2 separate regions of the Mus musculus genome follow, and region 1 is linked to region 2. Evidence: chromatin contacts called from public promoter capture Hi-C data. All regions are on one chromosome and are shown on one strand. The core of a region is the stretch at or near the end of the contact, and the rest is flanking DNA. Distances in the headings are between cores, read along the strand shown. Region 1 overlaps Scarb1 (scavenger receptor class B, member 1). Region 2 has its middle 11 kb from the start of Ncor2.

Evidence for each region. Capture Hi-C pulls out chosen DNA fragments and counts their contacts.
Region 1: a contact with region 2 is called in a promoter capture Hi-C map of pancreatic islet. The contact joins two enhancer-like sites. A contact is called at or near these places in 2 of 39 promoter capture datasets (hippocampal neurons and liver), 1 of 15 datasets of contacts at CTCF or cohesin (the NIH/3T3 cell line), 8 of 484 Hi-C or Micro-C datasets (CD4 T cells, the N1E-115 cell line, Sertoli cells and 5 more), 11 of 115 datasets of contacts at active chromatin or transcription factors (bone marrow-derived macrophages, craniofacial prominence, embryonic forebrain and 6 more) and 2 of 9 other capture datasets (adipose tissue and pancreatic islet).

The regions. Positions count from the first base shown.
Region 1 is chr5:125,282,504-125,288,994 of GRCm38.p6, reverse strand. Scarb1 (scavenger receptor class B, member 1) reads left to right here. Exons shown (of 13, transcript NM_016741.2): 9 at 1,563-1,636; 10 at 4,263-4,314; 11 at 4,950-5,096. Among named protein-coding and RNA genes, the nearest start is that of Gm32701, 18 kb to the left of the region's middle. Within about 2 kb of position 4,829, at least 127 of the 459 cell types and tissues checked have an H3K27ac peak or open chromatin away from gene starts, as enhancers often do. A contact at or near this core is called in pancreatic islet, where this site is marked.
Region 2 is chr5:125,186,772-125,192,919 of GRCm38.p6, reverse strand. No RefSeq gene overlaps it. Among named protein-coding and RNA genes, the nearest start is that of Ncor2, 11 kb to the right of the region's middle. Within about 2 kb of position 3,094, at least 88 of the 459 cell types and tissues checked have an H3K27ac peak or open chromatin away from gene starts, as enhancers often do. A contact at or near this core is called in pancreatic islet, where this site is marked.

The DNA.
Region 1 (6,491 bases), core at 3,580-6,079, 94 kb before region 2:
GGTGGGCACATGGGGCACAGTCGTCTGAAGTCTTTCCCAGGTTGTGCCTAGCTCCCCAGCAAGGAACTTGACATAGAGGTGTTTTATATCAGGAAAGCCCCTCAGAATAGGGGGGCCTAGTTGTCGACTGGGGACCTGTCCTGTGAGCCTCTCTCCCTGGGGCAGATCCATGCTTCATCCCAGAGGACGAAGGTGTTTGGTATTATTAACTGTCTATGCAAATGGCACAGTGAGGCCAACACACTAGCTTAGAGAATGGGGCACCCTCACCTCACCCCCCAGAACTTAGGTTCCAAGACCAACACTGGGCACCTACCCTGGACGACTTCTAGGGAGGGTTGCCGGGCCCACCCATGGTATGCGTGGTTATCACATCCATGCCTCTGTCCAAAAGTCATACCAGGTTTCTGGAGGCCTTTGCCCTGGGGGCAGGAGGGATCTGGGCGTCCTGGGCAAAACGTGTCCTGGCCTTCTACTGTGGGTGATTACAATCTGAGAGGTGGCCTCCGGCCTCCCATCAATCTTTCAAGAGTCTCATGATCTGGGCAGGGCTAAAGGCATCAAACGGTGGTCTCTTTTCACCAACCTTTTCCATTCTAGAACTTTCTTCCTGATTTAAATAATACCTGTGAATTCTCCTAGTGATTTTTTGGTTGTTGTTGTTTTTAATTTTATGTATGTGAGTACACTGTCACTCTCTTCAGACACACCAGAAGAGGACATTGGATCCAATTCCAGATGGTTGTAAGCCACCATGTGGTGGCTGGGAATTGAACTCAGCACCTCTGGAAGAGCCGTCAGTGCTCTTAACCGCTGAGCCATCTCTCCAGCGAGATTTTTTTTTAAAAGCATCACATTTTAAAAAGAGAGCTGCAAGCAGGCAGCTCTCTGTGGCTACCTCTGTTAGGGAGCGCCAGGATGCTACATAGTGGGAAACTGGCTCGATTAAACCTACTCACCCTGGACCAGGCCCTTCCTTTGGTTCCCTGGGCTATTAGGAAATGTAAACAGGAGAAAAAAGACATCCTTACTGCGCATGCCCCACACTTGGGAGGCACTGTCTTAGGCAGCTTCGTGAGGGCTGGGAGGATAGCTTAGTAGGTAGGGTGCTCCCCTGCCCTGCACAGAGCCCTGGCTTCCATCCCAGCACCATGTAAAGTTAGGCATAAGCCAGTCCTCAGAAGGTAGAGACAGGAAGATTTGGAGTTCAAGGTCATCCTTGGCTACATAGCAAATTGGAGTCCAACCTGGACCACATGAAATCTGTCCCCAAACGAACATGCAGATGTGGGGGGCGGGGGGTGTCATCCCTCTGGCAACAAGTGTCTAGAGAGGGGATCTTGCGATAGCTGATCCCTTTGGGAGCAGGTATTTCCTGAGGGAGAGCCCAGTGGGTGTGTGGGAAATTTCTAGAAGGGTGGATGCCCCAGCAGGTATTATCTGGTTTAAGTTGGATAAGAAACCCCAGGGCTGGAGCAGGCTGGAGCAGGCTGGAGCAGGCTGGAGCAGGCTGGGAGGCTCCCCACAGGATCTTACATCTCCTCACTGTATTTATGCTCTAGGTCACTGGGATCCCCATGAACTGTTCTGTGAAGATGCAGCTGAGCCTCTACATCAAATCTGTCAAGGGCATCGGGTGAGTGGAGTTGGGACGGGAGCTTCTGAAAGCTTCAGGGGCCAGGAGGTTTCATGCATTGGTGATGCAAGGCACAGGACAGGGCGAGGCCCAAGCGTTGGGATCCAACCACCTCTTTTCCTGGGATTGCATCATTGCTCTGGATGGAGACTCAGACCCAGGCTGCATCCTGACACTACCTCCATCCTCCACGCCCAAGGGCTCTTCTGCCATTAGTCGCATTGGTAATCTTGTCTCCCCCACAGTAGGATGGATTTGCCTGCTTGTATGTCTGTGCACCATGTAAGTGCAAGAGCCGCCGAGGCCGGAAGAGGGCATAGGGACCTGGAGTTAGACGGAGTTGTGAGCCACTGAATGGATGCTGAGACTTGAACCTGGGTCCTGCCAGTGTTCTCAACCACAATTCCCTGGGTTTACTTTATGTTTAGCTTTGTGTAACGTACAGAGTGAGACTGAGAGTCCTCCTGCCCCCATTCCCTGCTTGCCCGGCAGAAACATGGTGGTAGGAGTCCAGCCTTGGGGCTGGAGAGATGTCTTAGCAGTTAAGAGCACTGACGGCTCTTCCAGAGGTCCTGAGTTCAATTCCCAGCAACCACATGGTGGCTCACAACCATCTCTAATGGGATCTGATGCCCTCTTCTGGAGTGTCTGAAAACACTAAAGTGTACTTATGCAAATAAAATAAATAATTCTTTGAACGAAAGGACCCACATGCTGGTCACTCCTCAGCATCGCAGATCACATGCCTGGGAACCACTGAGGAAGAGGTGGACTCTGGGCTTCATGGTGAAAACTAAGTCCGGGAATTGCTGGACTCAGCTAGGCTTCTGTACACACACACACCCTGGGACTCCTGCATGCCAGAAAACACTCTTTCACTGAATTACATCCCAGCCCTCTTCACTTTTTAGGTCTCACTAGATTACCCAGGCTGCCCTTAATCTCTCTGTAGCCCATCATGGCCTTGAACATGCGCCACTTGATCTGACTCATCTGGGCTCTTGAAACCGGAGGCCAAAGTGGGCTGGCCACGGGCTTGAGTTCCTGAGGTCAGCAGCCAAACATTGATTTGCTCCACTGCCTCAAATACTCTTTAGAAATCTTTATAGATTTATGGAGAGGTGTCAGAGACGCAAGCAAATCTTTGTTCTCTGTCCCCGGTGCATTCAGTACTGTCCGCTCCTGGCAGTATCTGTCACGGTAAGGAACCAAAGTCTAGTGCAGCGTTATTGCCACAACTGCAGCTTCTCAGCACGAGATGCCGCCCGCTCACGCCTCACGCCCGGCTCCCGTGGCTGTGATGGGTTGTTTTGTTTTGTTTTTTTCTTTTAATCTTTGTTTCTTGTTGGTGTTGTGAGTTTTGGGATTTTGTTTTGGTTTTTGGAGGGGAAGGTGGTTCATACAGAGGCCAAAAGAGGATGCCATGTGTCCTCTTTTATCCCTCTTCCCTTTCTTCCCTCGCGGCAGGAATTCTCACCGAAGCCCCAGCTAGCTTCTACCTGTCTCAGCCCTGGGGTCACAGGTTCAAAGCCACACACAGCTTTTAGCCTGGGTTCAGGGGTCTCACCTCGGGTTCATTTGCTTGAGCAGCAAATGCTTTCCCCACTGAACCATCCCCAGCACAGTGATAGTTTCTCCTCTAGCTTTTGGGGTGTTAAAGTACTTGCTGGACCTGGGTGTGTGTGGTGCGATCAGGTTCCCCTGTAGATAGTAACAGGGGCAGCCACCCAGGCTTTGGTGGGAGGAGACTCATTATTATTTTATTATTATTGGTATTATTATTATTATTATTATTATTACTACTACTACTACTACTACTACTACTACTATTTGGCTTTTTGAGACAGGGTTTCTCTGTGTTAATAACCTTGGCTGTCCTGGAACTCACTTTGTAGACCAGGTTGACCTCAAACTCACAGAGATCCACCTATCTCTGCCTTCCCAAGAGCTGGGATTAAAGGCATTGTGCCACCACATACACAGATATTATTATTTATTTTTAAAGTTGTATTTATGTATTTTATGAATGAGTGGTCTGTCTGAATGTACACCTGTGAGCCAGAGGAGGGCATCAGATGCCATGATAGATGGTTGTGAGCCACCATGTGGTGGCTAGGAATTGAACTCAGGACCTTTTAACCGTTGAGTTATCTCTCTAGCCCCATTTTTAGTTGTGTTTAGTGTGTGTGTGTGTGTGTGTGTGTGTGTGTGTGTGTGTGTGTGTGTATAGGTGCATGCCACAATGAACATGTGAAGGTTGGGACAACTTTAGGGAGCCTGTTCCACCTTCTGGGTCCCGGGGATGGAACTCAGGTCTTCAGGCTTAGCAGCAAGCACTGTCACCCACTCAGCTGAGCCTTGCCACGCCCCTTAATTAATTTTTTGCATCAGGGTTTCCTGTAGCCCAGGCTAGCCTCAAACTTGGCTAAGGATAGTCAACTGTACGTAGCGTTACAGGCTCCCCTTTATCTTTCTGTCTCATTTTCTTGTGAAGTGGTTTCGACTGAGCGAAGGCCTTTCACATGGTAACCAGTAGCTCTCCCACTGACACCCCAAGCCCCAAACATAGCTCCATTGCGAGGGTCACATCACCCCTGGTCACTCACTTTGTGTCCCATGTTTCCAGGCAAACAGGGAAGATCGAGCCAGTAGTTCTGCCGTTGCTGTGGTTCGAACAGGTGAGTCTATGAAGGTAGAAGGGAGTCTGGGGTCTCTGTATGTTAGCTGAGGCTTTTAGTTCGCTTTGATGCTAATGTTATGTTAACTTCCGGTACCTAAATTTAGCTATTTGTATGTTTAGCCTGCCCATATGTATGTATGTATGGTTATCATGTGAGTGCCCGGTACCCGCAGAAGCCCAGAGAGCATCAGGTCTCCTAGAACTGGAATTACAGATGGTTGTGAGCCGTCAAGTCTGAAACGTGGGCTCTCTTGAAGAGCAGCCAGCGCTCTTAACCACAGAGCCATTTCCAGGTTTTGTTAATGGCCCCTGAGAGGGGGGAGTGGAGATGGAATTCCGCACCAGGCCACCCTGCAGGCATCCTGATCTCGTCGCCCTTCAGGTCCTAAGACTAGATTCTAACCAGCGAAAGAGATGACTGTTAGGCGAGGAGGCTTGGGGCCAGATCCACCTCCCATTAGCCAGTGCCTCATTTCATGGGCGTGCCAACAGCAAGGGCGTCTGGGAAATGTAGTTCTCTTTGGACTTCTAGCCAAAGCGCCCGAGGCTCTCTGTTCTGATTTGGGGCGGGGCACGGCACAGTGGGATGGGTGCCTTGGAGACGCAGCGTGCAGCCCGACCTTTCTTCTGCAGAGCGGAGCAATGGGTGGCAAGCCCCTGAGCACGTTCTACACGCAGCTGGTGCTGATGCCCCAGGTTCTTCACTACGCGCAGTATGTGCTGCTGGGGCTTGGAGGCCTCCTGTTGCTGGTGCCCATCATCTGCCAACTGCGCAGCCAGGTAAGTAGGAGGGGCGGCCACGCCTCGGACTCGGCTCGGGTTTCAGCCGACCTCTGTTTCCTGCAGCTAGCTCTTGTTCTACCTCCTCTCTCGCACCCTGCAGTAACTTTTCTCTACAAGTCCTGGAAGGCCCAGGACCCTCCCAGGTCGGGGCTAGGCTGAGGCTAGGTACCCAGTCATTTGGCCAACAAGTGGGTGCCACTTGGTGCCCGCTCTGGAAAGTGCCTGCCGAAGGTAGAGGTGGGGGGTCAGGGCTGGGCTGGTTAGAGAAGCAAAGGAAAGCCAGGTTAAACCAAACAGAGAAGATAGTTTTTCCCAAGGAAAATGCTCTGGGCTGGAGTTGGGTGTGAGATGGAAGTGGGAGGAGCCACGTGTGGAACCATGAACTTAGATTTTCTAAGTCCAGAGAAAAAAGTGAAAGAAATTAGTTATAAATTTTGCTTGACCCAAATATATCAGCATATGAGGCTGAAGTTTTACATCAGCCATAGAGCACTTGTTTAGCCAGTGTGAGGCCTTGTATTCAGGCCTCAGCGCTGACAGGAAAAAAAAATAATCAAAAATAATGAAAATATTTAAAAAAGAAGAAGAAAAGAAAAGAAGGTCTGGAGAGATAGCTCAGTGATTATGAGCACTTACTGCTTGCAGGGACCCAGGTTCGATTCCCAGCACCTACCTGGTGTTCTGCAACCAACTGTAACCCTTGTTCTGTAACCCTAGTTCTGTAACCCTAGTTCCAGGTGATCTCAAGGCACACACACAGTGCATATACTTGCATGGAGAACACTCATACACATAAACTAATACAGGTGCCTATAATCCCAGCACTCAGGAAGGAAGGAGGCCAGGGGAGAAGGATCCGGTTCAAAATCATCCCTGGTTACATGTAGGGTTTGATCAAGGCCAGCCTAGGATACGTGACATCTTGTCTCCGAAAATCAATTAAACTTCAAAAAAAGAATAGTGTGGGCGACTGGAGAGATGGCTCAGCAGTTAAGAGCACTGGCTGCTCTTCCAGAGGTCCTGAGTTCAAGTCTCAGCAACCACATGGTGGCTCACAACCATCTGTAATGGGATCCGATGCCTGCAGAGCAACAGTGTACTTGTATACATAACATAAATAAATAAATCTTAAAAGACAAGAATAGGGCTGGTGAGATGGCTCAGTGGGTAAGAGCACCCGACTGCTCTTCCAAAGGTCAGGAGTTCAAATCCCAGCAACCACATGGTGGCTCACAACTATCCGTAACGAGATCTGACTCCCTCTTCTGGAGTGTCTGAGGACAGTTACAGTGTACTTACAATAAATAAATAAATAAATAAATAAATAAATAAATAAATCTTTAAAAAAAAACTTTAAAAAGAAAAAGACAAGAATAGTGTGGTTCAGACAGG
Region 2 (6,148 bases), core at 1,845-4,344:
TCTACACGTGGGTAACCTAAACTTTCCGTGGCTTTTTCCTCTCTCTGCTTTTCTTTCTCTTCTCTTCTCTTCTTTGCTTTTTGGTTTTTTGAGACAGGGTTTCTCTTTGTGTCGCCCTGGCTGTCCTGGAACTTGTTCTGTAGACCAGGCTGACCCCACACTGGGAGATTTGGACCTGCATCAACACCGCCCAGCTCTCCCTGCTTATTTTTTTTTCTAAGCACAGGAACCTATTTCTCAAGGGATTTTACCAGGATGGAGATTGTGGTCACAGGGTAGACTCGAGGTCATGCAGAATGAATGGAACTTTTCTTTTCTTTTCTTTTCTTTTCTTTTCTTTTCTTTCCTTTCCTTTCCTTTCCTTTCCTTTCCTTTCCTTTCCTTTTCTCTTCTTTCTTTCTTTCTTTTTTTTCTTTTTTTTCCTGAGACAGGGTTTCTCTGTATAGCCCTGGCTGTCCTGGAACTCACTCTGTAGACCAGGCTGGCCTCAAACTCAGAAATCCACCTGCCTCTGTCTCCCAAGTGCTGGGATTAGAGGCATGTGCCACCACTGCCGAGAGGATGGAATTTTCTAAGGTGGCCCAAAGACCTTATACTGTCACTTGTATGAATGACCCTGTGAGTGTACATGCATGTGTGTGTATGTGTACATGTGTGTAGCATGTGTGCATGCATGTATGGGACACACGATGCTGGGGATTCACCAGGCTTCACAGGTACTGAATGAGTGTTCTATCTCTGAGTTGAGATGCCTCAGAGGTTAAGAGCAACTCTAGAATTCTGCTTCCTACTCCTACTACAGCTGAAGGTTTCACAGGAACAAATGGGTCCCGCTCCATCTGGCCCAGGCTTCTCTCACTGCAGCATCTCAGCAGGCTCTCGTCTCAGAGTGCAGCGCAGGGCACAGGGTGGTAGCGGTGGTGGTGGTGGTGGTGGTGGTGGAGGCTGTGTCTCCTGTCACCTTCCCACCCCCACCCACATGCGCAGCCACCTCCTCCTGTGTTGCCATCCTGAGACCTTTAGTTCTCACGGTAGTGGCCTCCCCCCACCCTTCCCCGCTAGGTGATCTGCAGGGACAATGGACCGGACCGCAGAGCCTGCTGGGATGGAAACCTGCCAGCTCCCCGCTGCACACAGGGAGGGGCAGGCTGGCAGTATACACTCAATACCCCGAAGCTCCTGGCTCTGCCTCAAGACCCTTGCACTTTCCCCTTTACCTGAAACACCTTTCTGTGGCTATCCCCGGGCTGCTTCTTTCTTCATTGAAGGTCTCTGTGTGTCCTTGGCATCTCCCCAAAGAGGGAAGGTGTTCTTGGATCGGCCTCATTCTTTCCTGTGTGCACACGTGTGTGTAGGCCTGACCTGGGGACCACTTTCGGCGTGCTTCTTCATGTACCTTGAACTTAGTTTGGAGACAGAGCCTCCCACCGGCTTGGAACTTGCCAGAGTAACTTGGTTGTAGGAGGGATGTCCGTGGGCCTCGGGGGTCTGCTTGTCTCTCACAAGGGATCAATGTGCCAACACGCACAGCATCTGATTGCATGAGATCTGGGGATCAAACTTAGGGCCTTATGCTTATACACAGCAAGCGCTTTACATACAAGGCCATCTCCCACACCCGCCATTGCACACTAATTTCTTCATGTAACACCCCTTACTAGGACATAGGAGGTCCCATAAGTGCTCTCAGCAGAGCCCTAAGTCTGCTCGGCCTCTGCTCTGTCCTCCACATGAGGATCGCTGAGCCTCAGTTTCTCCCTTTACATCTTACACGCCTTGTCATCCCCATTGAGAGCTAAGGATGAACCTTAGTGCTAGGTGGAGCTGAGCCTAATGTAACAGTCAGCTACAAAGTTGCTGCTGTGTAACAAGTAGCCGCAGCATCCCTAAGCTCCATAGCTTATTGCAACCCGTTGAGGAAGCCATGGAATCAAGTAGCATGGTGGCTGCAGCCACGGGAGATCCCTGTAGAGTGCTCCTGACTTGCAGAGGGACACCTCCAGGCTGTGATTCAGGTGTCCCTTACCTCCTTGGCTCTGTCTTTCATGGCTTGGGGCAGATGGTGGATGTGTACCACGGACAGAGTTGAGCAGGCCCAGCAGGAGAGAAACCACCCTACCCTGCCGGTCATCCCATCTCCTGTGGAGACACCTGGCTATGAGGGAGTCTGGGAAGGACAGCCGGGTCCTGTCCATAAAGGATGAGGAAAGGCCTTGGCTCCTTACATAATGTGGCCTCAGGGATGCTGGCCCAACACCTGCCTCAGAGTGAACCTTGCTTAATCTCAGGAGAGCCTGGGTGAAAGCTAAAAGCCTGAAGGCGTCCTGTTTGGGTAAGTCCAGACCTGCCCTGGCCTGTTGGCCACTGGCCCAGGCAATGGACTGGCAGGGCTGTGGAATCTGCAGGTGCTGGGTATGGGGGTCCACAGATCCGCTGTCAGAGTCACCCTATCAGGGGAAGCAGGATGGATCGGGAGCAAGTAGGAGTGGTTGTCAGACTTCAGTTGCCTGGTCCACCTCATACCTGCATGAGCAGTGGGGGAGGGGCTGCTCATTCTTTACCACAGGGAAAGCCGAGGCAAGGCTCAGAGTTGTACCTGGCCTGAGGTCAAGGGGATCAGTACTTTGTCCCGTGATCTCCTGCTGTGCCTGCCTCAGTTTACCCTGTAGCCTCAGGATAAAATGCTAGAGGTTGGATCCCAGGATAGCCTTGAGGGGAGGGGCTATAGCTTAGGGGTAGGGGTGGAGTTGGGGGGGCCTCTCAAGCCTGAGATCAAGGGTCATGCTGGGACCTCCAGAGGCCATCCTTCCTATCAGATGTAATTTAGTGCCAGGAAGCCATGGCTCCCTGTCTTGGGGATCTTCAAGGCCTAACTCGAGTGTCCTCAGAATCTGACCTTAAACATGAGAGGCACAAACACCGCAAGGCCTTTTGTGAGCAAGTCTGTGCCGCGTACCATGCCTGCTGGTTGCACACGTCAGCCCTGTTCTGTGTGGCAGGGGACAGGTAATGATTCATCTAGACACTCGGGATAAGCGGCTGGCTTGAAGAACCTGCACGCCCTCCCTCAAGCCCCACCTCCAGCAGGTGGCGCTGTAGGGAGGCGGTAGGAGCCAGAGGGCGGGGCCTAGCTGAAGGCAGTGGGTAGGGGTGGTAGTAGAGGAGTAGGGTTGTGTGTGTGTGTGTGTGTCTCCCTGTATCCCGCATCCCCTCTGAGCTTTCTGTCCACCATAATGAGAGCAACCTTCTTCTCCACACATCCCTATCTCCATGACCTCTGCTCAAGTGACCCCAGATTGACCCCTCGGAAACCCTGAGTCAAAAGGATTAATCCTTCTAGTAAGCTGTTCCTTCTAAGAAACCTGACCCAGAAGTGTACATTCTGTTTGTTTTGTTTCGGTTCATTTTGTTTCGGTTCATTTTGTTTCTCTGTGTATCCCTGGCAATCCTGGAACTCACTCTGTAGAACCAGGCTGGCTTGGAACTCACAGCCATCCAACCTGCCCTCTACCTCCCAAGGCGTGTGCCATAAGCGCCCTGCTGAAGTTTACATTTCTTATGTTGACTCATTCACTCAGTAACCCTTACATCAGCATTAACTCTTTGCCATGTGCTTTTCTGGGTCCTGGAGACTGAGTCCTGGACAAGACACACCAGATCCATATTCCCACAAAATTCACGTGCATATCAAATACATGTACGGGGGGGGGGGGGGGGGACAGATACTCCACAACAGATGCCCTGTCAGGAGGTGCCCAGACCTTTGGCCAAACATCATTCCTGGTAATGACTCAGGATGTACCCACTCTTGAGTGAATGCAGAGAGTGAGTCAAACCAGTGGATGCTCCCCAGTGTGGGCGGAGCTCTCCCGGATTAGCAGAGAAGGCTGATTCTCCTGAGAGCAAGAGGAAGTTCCTTGCCTGGCTGCCTGAAAGCCCGGTCAGCAGGTGTCCCCCTCCCTGTGCGGCTGAACTGGAAGCAGAGCGCGCCTCTTGGGCTTCCAGGCTTTGGATGGAGGCACATGGCAGCTGTCCTGGGTCTTAGCTCCAGACTCCAAGGGAACCAGCTTCCTGGGCCTCCAGTGGGCAAACTGCTGACCCTGGGATTTTTTGTAGCCTTGATGACTGTTAGCCAGGTCCTAAGACTCTATCCATCAACCGCCTATCTACTGATCACAAACTGATCTATCTATCGCCATTTATATATAATCTTGCTATATCTTCTATCATTCAATTTTTTTATCTACCTGTCTTTATCTATCTATCTATTTATCTTTCTATCTTTCTATCACCTATCTATCATCAATCTACAGTCTATCTCTATTTCTCTGTCTGTCTGTCTGTCTTAGGATTTCTATTGCTGTGAAGAAACACTATGACCACAGAAACTCTTCTAAAGGAAATGATTTAACTATGGCTGGCGTACCTGGTTTAGTTCATTATCTTGCTGGCAGGAAGCATGGCAGCACACAGGCAGATGTGGTACTGGAGAGGGAGCTGAGAGATCTACATCTGGAGTGTGTATGTGTGTGGGGGGCGGGAAGTGACTGTGAGCCATTGAGCCAGGACTTGAACTTCTGAGCCCACCCTCTAGTGACAAACTTCCTTCAACAAAGCTGCACCTGCCCCTACTACAACAACAAACTCCACACCACTTAATAGCACCACTTTCTATGGGCCAAGCATTCAAACACATAAGCTTGCATTTCTGAGGTTCATTCCTATTCAAACCATCTATCTATCTATCTATCTATCTATCTATCTATCTATCTATCTATCTATCTATCTATCATCATTCTATCGCCTGTCTATATATCTGTCTATATCTATCTATCTATCTATCTATCTATCTATCTATCTATCTATCTATCTATCAATCATCTGTCTTCTCTAGTCATATCACATGCTCTATTGCTTCTGTGACTTTGGGTGAGACCCCTGACTATACAAGGGTGACAAGCCATACTGAACATGAAAGGTGGGGGAGGGGCGCTGGGGGGAGGGCAAGTTTTTTCAAGTGCACTCAGGAAGTGAAGAGCAATAGTGATAGTGTATATGAGGCAGTCCTGAGTACCAGAGATGCTCCTCATAGATCCTAAGGCCAAGGTGGGTGTGCCAGAGTGGGTGAGATGGCAGACTTGGGGGATGAATTGTAGGCCCTGGCTTGTCTCCCTGCCTAGTCCTTTTCTCTCCTGGGTATCCTTATCGCTCTCTTTGTATCTGACACAACCTGAGAAGTTCTGTCTGGCCCTGGGGTGGCTGGTACCATGACAAGAGGGTCTGGGTGGCTGCATCCTCTGACTGCTGTAGCTGGCACTGGTATGCTGCCACCTCAGGGAAGTTGGAGCCCTGACCCCTGGACCTTCCTGTGGCTCTGGAGTGCCATGTAGCTGTTTGCTAATGGTAACTGCTTATGGACTTGTGGAGGTTTAAATGAGAATGGTCCTATAGGCTTTTAGGTTTGAATGCTTAGTCCCAGCTAGCGGAACTATATAGGAAGGTTTAGGAGGTGTGGCCTTGTTGGAGGAGGTGTGTCACTGGAGGGAACATTAAAGTTTCCAAAATTCACCCCATTTTTCAGGCAACTCCCTCGCCTCATGATTTGTCTCAAGATAAGGGCTTATAGCTAACGCTCTTGCATTATGCCTGTCTGCCTGCTGCCACACCCCCTAAACAGCAGTCATGGGGTTACCTTCTGAAACTGTAAGCAAGATCTGAATAAACCCTTTCTTCTATAAGTTGCCTGGGTCATTGTCTTAGTGAGGGTTTTACTGCTGTGAACAGACACCATGACTAATGCAAGTCTTATAAAAGGCAACGTTTAATTGGGGCTGGCTTACAGGTTCAGAGGTTCAGTCCATTATTATCAAGGCAGGAGCATGGCAGCATCCAGACAGGCCTGGTGCAGGAGGAGCTAAGAGTTCTACATCTGAAGGCGGCTAGTGGAAGACTGGCTTCTAGGTAGCTAGGACTAGGGTACTAAAGCCCACTCCCGCCGGGCTGTGGTGGCGCATGCCTTTAATCCCAGCACTTGGAAGGCAGAGGCAGGCAGATTTCTGAGTTCGAGGCCAGCCTGGTCTACAGAGTGAGTTCCAGGACAGCCAGAGCTACACAGAGAAACCCTGTCTCGTAACCCCCCACCACCACC